2 separate regions of the Arachis hypogaea genome follow, and region 1 is linked to region 2. Evidence: chromatin contacts called from public Hi-C data. All regions are on one chromosome and are shown on one strand. Each heading gives the region's core, a stretch centred on a gene start, on an enhancer-like site or on the middle of the called end of the contact. The rest is flanking DNA. Distances are from core to core; before and after follow the strand shown.

Region 1 (4,529 bases), core at 1,335-3,834, 240 kb after region 2:
GAGATAAGATACAATTTTATTTGGCATTATCTTGTTTGCAAACGAGATAATAGAATTTAAAAAAAATACACATAATGAGATAAATTCATAGTTATCTTGTTTATACGGTAAACAAGACATATGAAGTTATAAATATAAAAATATAATTTTTGAAAATAATAAAATAATATTGATAATTTAATTTAGACTAATTTAAAAAATAAAAATTGATATATTTTGTTACTATTTAGATCGACTTTAATTAAATTATATCTCATCTATATTTTAAATTTTAAATTAATAACTTTTTCATATTTATTTGTACTGAACTATTTAAAATAGATGGTTTCAAATAACAGTAAAGATATAGACTTAGACTGTATCAATATTTTAAAGAAATAATTTTTATACTTAATTTCATAAATTATGATAATTTTATTGATATAGTATGTTAATTATTTTTTCTCAAATTACATACTGAAAATCGAAACGTAAATCTAATCAGGCTGTTTCGATTTATGCATGTATGCATACTATCCTAGTAAATCTAAACAGACTGATTAGATTTACTAAGACAGCATGCATGTATAAATCGAAACACCCTGATTAGATTTACCTTGACAACATGCAAATATATATAAATCGAATCAGACTGTTTCGATTTATATAGATAGCTAAATCTAATCTATCTGTTTCGATTTGTATAGAAATGTGATCGGGGTGATTCACGTTACATTTTTTATTTTGGGTGATATGTGTAATATTAAATGAATGTTGGTTTATTTATGTGAATTACCCTAATAATTGAGAGACGTTAAATGATTTGACTGATTTAACCAAATTTTTATCTAACAATTTTCAATTATCAATTTCATGTGAAGTTGATTGCGCCTGAATTTTCACAGTATTAAAAGGATAGTTACAAATATTAGGATAAAATATATTTTTTATTCTTTAAATTTGTTAAAAATTTTAAAAATATTTTTAAATTTTATTTTATTTTAATTTTATTCCAAAAATTTTTTATTTGTATCAAATGTACCCTGATGGCTAATTTTTTTTAAAAAAATTAGAACTATTTCATAACAATTTTATAAAAACAACTATTAACACAAACAAACTATCTCAAATTAGAGATAGTTGTCATGTATTATTGTTCTGATTAATCTTAAATTTTTTGAAAATTTAACTGTTAGGAATATATTTGATGTAAATAAAAAATTTTTGAGATAAGATCAAATTAAAATAAAATTTAAAAATATTTTTAAAATTTTTTATAATTTTTAAAGACAAAAAATATATTTTACCAAAAAGATAAATTAAAATTCCTAATATTAGTCTTGTATTATATGTCATGTGCTGTGGTTGCTTAGGAAAAGTAAACAGTTGAAAAAAAATAATGATCTCTGAAAAAAGAAAACGAGACAACAACAACAAAGTTTTATATGATATCAATTACATGTATCAAATGTACCTTTCTTTATATTATATTTATGTCTTTCTTGAAAAAAAAAAGTAAAAAATGATTTGTAGAACCAGTAAAAATTATTATTTCTTATACTAGTTAAAAGTAATTCTATTAGTTACTGGTTGGAGGATAAAGCGATTTTATTTATTTTTGATTTTTTACTGTATTTATCACTTAAAAATTAATTTGTTGGAATCTACCGTGACTGCTATTCCAATGATCAGTTATTTTTGGTTGGGCATTTATACTCAACCACTTTTCAAAGAGTTTGTGATAAGTCACAAAAACAAAAGTTTGTGATTTATAGCCCATGAGTGGCCCAATCAATGAATTTATATCTTTTGGGCCACATGACACATATTATTGCTTTAGACAGTCTTTTGTTTTTAACAAAGTCCTTTTCTTCTGACCAAAAACACAAGAAAAATTTTAGAAAGCCAATTAGAACTTAAGTCAATTTAAATTAATTTTTAGTATTGCCGACGCCCTTTTCATTCCTAACAACATAATATCCCGTCTTGATAGTGTAATTGCCATCCATTCTGAAAGGCCAGTTGAACCTATCCTCCCTTCCAAAAAGACTTACCGGGGTTCTAATGATTTTATCAACCGAAGCTCCATTAAAATACTTCTTTAATTTATTCAAATTCCACCCCTCTCCCTCAACAATCACATCCTTGACAAACCTAACATCAAGATTTCTAATCACAGGATTCTTATCCATATTCATTATCCACTTATCTTCCAAGATTCTCACTCTCTCTCCATTCCCTATTAACCATCTTCCATTTCTCAAAAGAAAGTCCCTGCCATATACAATACTTTTCCACATCCATGAAGCCGCTCTTCCTACTGTAGCATCCTTAAAATCCTCATTAGGAAAGTAAATAGCTTTTAGTACCTGAACCCAAATTGCTTTAGGATTTTCCAAAATTCTCCACGCTTGTTTTGCCAAATGTGCTATATTCTGACTATATAAATCCTTAAACCCAATACCTCCATCCTTTTTACTGATACAGACCTTATCCCAACTCTTCCAATGGACACCTCTTTCCTTACCTGAAGGCGCCCACCAAAATTTGGCTATTCTCTTACTTAGGCAATCACAAAACCCTTTAGGAAAAAGAACCACATTCATAGTATAGGCAGGTATCGCTTATCGCTTGAACAATTGATTTGATGAGGACCTCCTTCCCAGCTTGATTAAGGAGTTTTTGTTTCCAACCTCCTAGCTTATCCACCACTCTGTCCTCAATCCATCTTAGAGCCTTATTCTTTGATCTTTTCCAGTGAGCCGGAAGCCCAAGATACTTACCCGGTTTATCCCAAGCTGACAAACCCAATATCTCTTCTATTTCAACTCTATTCCTAATGGAGATCAGGCTCCCAAACGTTTCCCGACTTGTCCAAATTGATTCTCTGTCCTGAGGCTTCAGTGTAAATGTTCAAAATATTAACAATCTGGTATATTTCCTCCTCACTATCTTTTGAGAAAATTATACAATCATCTGCAAAAAGGAGGTGTGAGATAGCTGGTGCAGTAGGGGCGATTTTAACTCCTGAAATTTTGCCTTCTTCTTTAGCCTTATCCATCAGGATGGTAAAAACCTCGGCCGCTAAGATAAATAAGTACGGCGATAAAGGATCTCCCTGCCGAAGTCCCCTCTGCGGCTCAATGGTCGTTGATAGAAGTCTATTTATCTTAATCTTATAACTAACTTGGCTCACACACTTCATCAACATCTTAATCCAATGCGGGTTAAACCCAAAAGCCCTTAGAGTAGCTTCTAAAAACGACCACTCCATCCTATCATAAGCTTTATTCATATCAATCTTAATAGCTAAATTCTTGGAAGCTTTTGCCCCTTTTCTATTCAAATCATGGAACATCTCCTGTACTATTACCAAGTTATCTTGAATTAGGCGGCCTCCCACAAAAGCACTCTGAATGGGTGAAATGATATTATCTATTATTCTCCTAAGTCTACCAACCAACACCCTAGAGATAACCTTATAAATAAAGTTACAGCAACTAATCGGCCTAAGTTGATTTAGAGTTTTCGGGTGGTTAGTCTTTGGGACTAAAACTATAAAAGTTTCCCCAAAGCAGCTCGGTATATCTCCGTCACGAAAGAAACACTTAACAACATCACAAACCTCTTTACCGACAACTGACCAGTATTTTTGAAAGAAGAGACCATTCAGACCGTCTGGTCCCGGCGCCTTAAGACTCCCCAAACTAAAAGTAGCCTCTTTAATCTCCTGATCAGTAACCTCCTCCATGAGCTCCCCATTCATATCCTCAGTCACACTGACAGGAACATGGCTTATGCAAGCAGTCATATCTAGATTCTCTGTAGCCGTAAAAAGATTCTGAAAGTGAGCTGCTACTAGCTTGAGAATCTCCCTTTCCCCACACACCCAATTTCCTGTAGGATCCTTTAATCTCTCTATCCTATTTCTATCTCTTCTTTGAATGGTAGAAGCATGGAAGAAGGAAGTATTCTTGTCTCCAAAATTCAGCCATTTCACCCTCGACCTCTGACCCCAATATTTCTCCTCTTGTCTCCATAATCTGGTGATCTCCAATTTAAGCCTGTAGATCTCCTGTTGCTGAGTCTCTGTAAAATCCTCTTCCTGCAGCTGTTTGAGGCGAAGCCTTAAACTTTCTATTTCTACATCAGCCCTCTTAAAGCTAGTTCTACTCCATTTGGTTAATTCCTTCTTGCAATTATGCATTCTTCGATTCAGATTTCCCTAGTGATCAGAACCAGTATAGCCAGAGCTGCTCCATCCTCTCCTTATAACAGCGTCACAGTCGGCATGGTCCACCCAAAAGGCCTCAAACTTAAAACTTTTAATCCTTCTACCTCTAGGTTTAACATCAAGAACTAGAGGAGCATGATCCGAGCTAATAGGCGGTAAGGCTGAGAGCGTGGCATGTTGGAAAGCTCTTCTCCATTCCCAATTGACGAGAACCCTATCAAGCCTTTCCTTGGTAACACAACCATTACTTGGATTACTAAACCAGGTGTATTTCATTCCTTGAAGTTCCATATCCAAGAGAGCATTCTTATGTACA
Region 2 (4,774 bases), core at 317-2,816:
ATTTTGATTTTTATGTTTTTAACTGTATTTTTAATTTATATGATAAATATTTTTAATATCATTTTTTTAGTATTCTGATGTTATTTTTTTAATTTTCTATTGTTATATTTTTATTATTTTTTTTATTTATATGACAACTATTGTTGGTATAAATTTTTATTTTTATTAATTTTTATGAAATTTCTATTATATTTTGTGTATATAAATTATTTTTTTCTATCCTTTATTGTACTATATTTATATCGTGTATATATATTTTTTATTTTTTATTTGATATTATTTATATGAATTTTATTTACTTAGTATTATAATTTTTTAGTTCATACAATATATGTTGTTGGTTGTGATTTTTATATACTATGTTGGTGTGAATTTTTCTTGTTTTTAATTTTTATTTTTATTGTATTTCTTACTGTACTTTATTTTTGTTTTTATTATATCCTAATTATAAGTAACAAAAGAGTCATAAATAATAAAAATTTATAGTCCAAAATGAAACTAAATTAAATAGTACTAACGACACTAAATTAAATTATAGAATATTTTTTCTTGAATATTATAAAATGTATAGTACTCCCTTATATATTTTATTTCTTATTGTTTTTTAGTTCATAGTAAATTTTTTAATTATTTACTAACCTTTATGTTTAATATGTAAAGTGTCCTTTTTATTTTTTTTTGAGTTTGTTCTTTTTTATATTCTTACTTATATTTATCATTGAATTTTTTAATATTTTTTTCAGTGTTGTCATCTCTCAGGTATGTTATTAAATTTTTTCTGGTATTCTTATTATTTCTTGTTCATATGAATTCTATTTTTTTTTCTTTTATGCACTGTATTTATATCTTATACGAAGTTTATTTTATTTTTTTTATTTCAGATAGTTCGTATAATTTTTTTTATCTTTTATTATATTTCTGTTATTCATATGACGTATATTGTTGGTATAATAAAATTTTTATCATTTTTTTTAGATGAGTTCTCGTTTTATATTTGACTATACTGCATATGTTATTATACTTTATTTTCTGCAGAAATGGACCCTGTTCGAGATTCAATTAAGGATCAAATTATTAATCACACATAGTAGAAATAATAGTGTTCTTATGCACTAAATTTGTATAACATACTATTTTTTGGTATTTCATTAGTCTTTTATCTTTTAATTTAATATTTATTAGTGTTTTTATATATTAGCATATATTTTGTCAATTTTTTATATGTTACTTTAATTTAGTAAGTAAATATTAATTTTATTATAGAATAAATTAATAAGATTTATTCAAACATGTAAAGTAAAATAATAAAATAATATTCAAAATTATTTTAATTGATGTCTCTTTTAGTAATTTCTCATGTAAAGGTGAGTTTGAGTAGAATAATCCACACAACATTTATTTTACTATACGCCATTCTGACAAAAAAATTGCCAGACATAAATCACGTTCACACAAACTTACTTGTCATCAAATTTAAGTTTGCAAAATCAATTCGATGCAAACACCCGTTTGCAAACTGTAATCCAAACACACACTTAGTGTTACTCGTCTTCTTAAAATTTTATATAATTTTGAACCCGAGTTATGCTAATGGCAATACAATTTCACCAATCCAGGTAAACGGGCCTTCTACTAACCGTTACTACTGTGATAAGCTTTAGAAAGTTGTTTCTAAATAAATTTCACTGGAAACTTCCGAATAAAATTCATTCATGATTAGGGATTAATTCATAATAATACAAGGTCCCGTTGCGGCCCCCGTTTGATACAGAAGATGCAAAGGGAAGGCTCGTGCACGTACAACTCCGTCGAAGACGTAACGGAGCAGTAAGATTGGAGGAAGGAGATCCTTCAATCCAGGACAATTACACCACGATGACTGTACCATGGTCCGTAACGGCGTTCCCACACCCTGTTCAACAGGCTCACATCCCTATGTATATAAAAGCGTGTTACACTGGTAGGGAGATCACGCATCTGCGGTTGCGTTCCCAAGGATGGGATTAGGTCGGATGTGATGTGATTGACAGATCTTGGCGGGAAGCTTTGCTACGGGCATGGTAAGTAGAAGATTTCAGGTATAAAAGACCAAAATGTCCCTGCAATGCACCCGTGACCTTCTTGGTTATTGGCATCAGGCCGTAGATGCTACACGTGGTTTTAAGATATTCCACTTCGTATTTTTAATGGGAAGATAACTTCGCTGAGGGAATTAGAGAACTGAGTCCCAGGGCTGGCATACGAAATATAGTTCCACTGTCTACCTACAGCAATATCAATGCATGTGAACTTGGACAACTGGGTAAGATTCATCTCCTCGCGAAGGACCAGGCACAACTAGAGTAGTCAACCTGATTGCCCCCCAATAGGTAGGGGGCCATGTTCAGCAAACCCTAAAGTTATGCTGTATTCTGATATATCAATGCTGTATTTTGCTGATTTCTCATTTGGGAGTCACATTGTGTGGTATCTTTAGGGAATCTCTGACGGCTAACAGGTTGGGATACGGTCCACTTCCCGTAACAATTCGTCAGGGCACATGTTCTCGCAGAGGGAAGATGGTGATTCGAAGCATAGCCCCGCGTTCTGCAAAGGGGTTGGGGTCTTAAATCGTTCTTCACGGAGGTAAGTGTTCGAAACATTGTGTCACTAAACATTTGTGAAAACTGTCATATGTGGATGCACCTTAGCTTCTATTGAAATTAATCATGATACTCCAGTTCATTTGTATGGGAGACGTTAAGTCCACCGTTGACGCCAGGCCAAGCCGGCGCATTCTGAGGTCCCTTATCTCCACCCACGAATTATTTTCTAACAACTACTCAGAAAATCGTGCAGCCCGGGTTGAGTAGGATTTCGATGGCAAACCCGAGAAAATAATGCATCTACACTTGGGTCAATTAAGTCTGGGCCATTAGCTTTTTCTTTAGGCGGAACTTATGGGCCAAGTGGTTAATAACATGAATGGGCTTGGTAGAAAAGTTTGGTTATTCCTTATACCTGGAAGTAACTGGTTAACAACTACTGGGCCTTGCAAAAGCGTCTTAAGTAAAACATAACAACGTCTAACTTGACTATGGCCTTAAACATAAAAGAAAAATTTTGAGAAGACTTTAGTAGGATATAATTTTGGATTGGGCCAGGGCAATTGTGTCTATAATGCTAAGTGCTTTTCTGATCCCTTAATCGCTTACTTACATTCTGTTTGCAGGCGTGGAACAAGCAACAGAGTAAGAAGGTCACTGTCAAAGTTTGGCTTCTCCGAACCTCCACTTACTGTTCGTCCTTGGTCGCATAATCAGTCTGATTCGACGCGTTCCTGCGCGAGGCAAGAAACCCCATCCCACACCAAGAGGTTTGTCACCGTTCCTGCATCGATAATTATCATTCGTATAGAAAACTTGTTATCTTTTTGTGACCACGGGTTGACATTGGGCGTCGTCATTTCCGCAGCTTACCTTGCCAAACTGATGTCGATCCAGGTTTGTTCGTTGCCCGTACTGGATCCTCATGCGCCCTTGCTGCAAAGGTAAGAACATAGAGGTGACCCTCCCCGAGTAATTGCAAACCCTAAACGTTAGGAAGTGCTGTCTTGAAGGCTGTTTACCTATGAACCTCCTGAGCTTCTTATGAAAACAGGATTGCAGCCCAATCGCCCTCAGTGTTGTCACCAGCGTATCTGGCCTAAATAAAGAAATTCGAAGGCTCACCAAATGCATATGCCGACACAACGAGGTCGTGGCCGATTTTCGGAAGGCGCTGACAACGTTGGCGAAGATTCAAAATATGGAGCAACAATGTGACCATGGAAGGAGATTTAGGTGCCCGTGTTGGAGTGGGATTCCGTCAAAGCGGCGGCTACGAACGGAGGATTTTGAAGCTGACGATCCTATTGCTCAGGAGACGGACCGGTCGCAGCACCATGATCCGAGCTATGCGCCGACACTAGATGGAAAGTTTATCATGGATCACATGCCATTCAGGTCGAAGAAATTGAAGAGAGCACCTCGCACTCGACAAACCGCCCGAGACAAGTCGCAGACGAAAAAAAACCCTAACATGGTAAGCCCTAACATCGTCAACAATTAATTGAAATCGTACGCGACGTCTTTCTTTTAGCATCCCTTTCCTCTTTATACTTGTCTAACCAGTGCCCCTGTGATCCCTGCCAGGTCGATCTTACTGGTGAAAGAGGTCGGCAGAGTGGACATCCTCGGCGTCCCCGTAGCAAGTCGCCGGGCCGCTCTAACTGTATACAGAAGCACTACAATTACCTTGCCCCGGTTGGCAGCGATGGAGCTGTGCACGAGTCAGCTCTGCTATGCATGGTTGCGGATAAGATCCCCAAGGTTAGGTTTCCTTTCATCTATTTCATTTATCCTTCAACGTGCTTAGTGACTAAGACGAGACTGTCTGTGGTATTCACTGTTTGAGGTAGGCCTTTAACCTAGCATTCGTACCAACCCGGAGTATGGACCTCGCTGGGGTTGAGCTTGCTGTTGCTACATACATCTTCAGCAAGGATCTTCCGAAGAGGTAAAATGGATGTCTTCAGCCAAATATTTCATCCGTGCATTGTCTCATTTATTACGGCATAAAACGTGCATGACAAAGTAGTTTAGGAGAACCCAACGTGGTTATGCGATCACTAGCTCCCCAATCCGCATGCTCCGTTTCGCTTAATGTCCGATTATGAAACTGCCCTCCTTGTATTATGTTTTAACCGCTCCTACTAATTCATTTCCAGTGAAATTCTGGCTGACGTTGGTCATTG

The links. Hi-C and Micro-C count contacts between places; a contact is called where the count stands out from the background.
Region 1: a contact with region 2 is called in a Hi-C map of leaf, with 4 times the contacts expected there. The contact joins the promoter of LOC140178526 here to the promoter of LOC112741781 in region 2. A contact is called at or near these places in 2 of 8 Hi-C or Micro-C datasets (leaf and an unstated tissue).

Annotation. Positions count from the first base shown.
Region 1 is chr14:20,677,080-20,681,608 of arahy.Tifrunner.gnm2.J5K5, forward strand. LOC140178526 reads right to left here and starts at 2,585. Exons shown (of 1, transcript XM_072215700.1): 1 at 1,911-2,585. The coding sequence starts at 2,585. The coding sequence ends at 1,911.
Region 2 is chr14:20,441,976-20,446,749 of arahy.Tifrunner.gnm2.J5K5, forward strand. LOC112741781 reads left to right here and starts at 1,567. Exons shown (of 9, transcript XM_072213915.1): 1 at 1,567-2,369; 2 at 2,477-2,625; 3 at 3,212-3,355; 4 at 3,454-3,529; 5 at 3,640-4,062; 6 at 4,173-4,349; 7 at 4,439-4,536. The coding sequence starts at 2,540.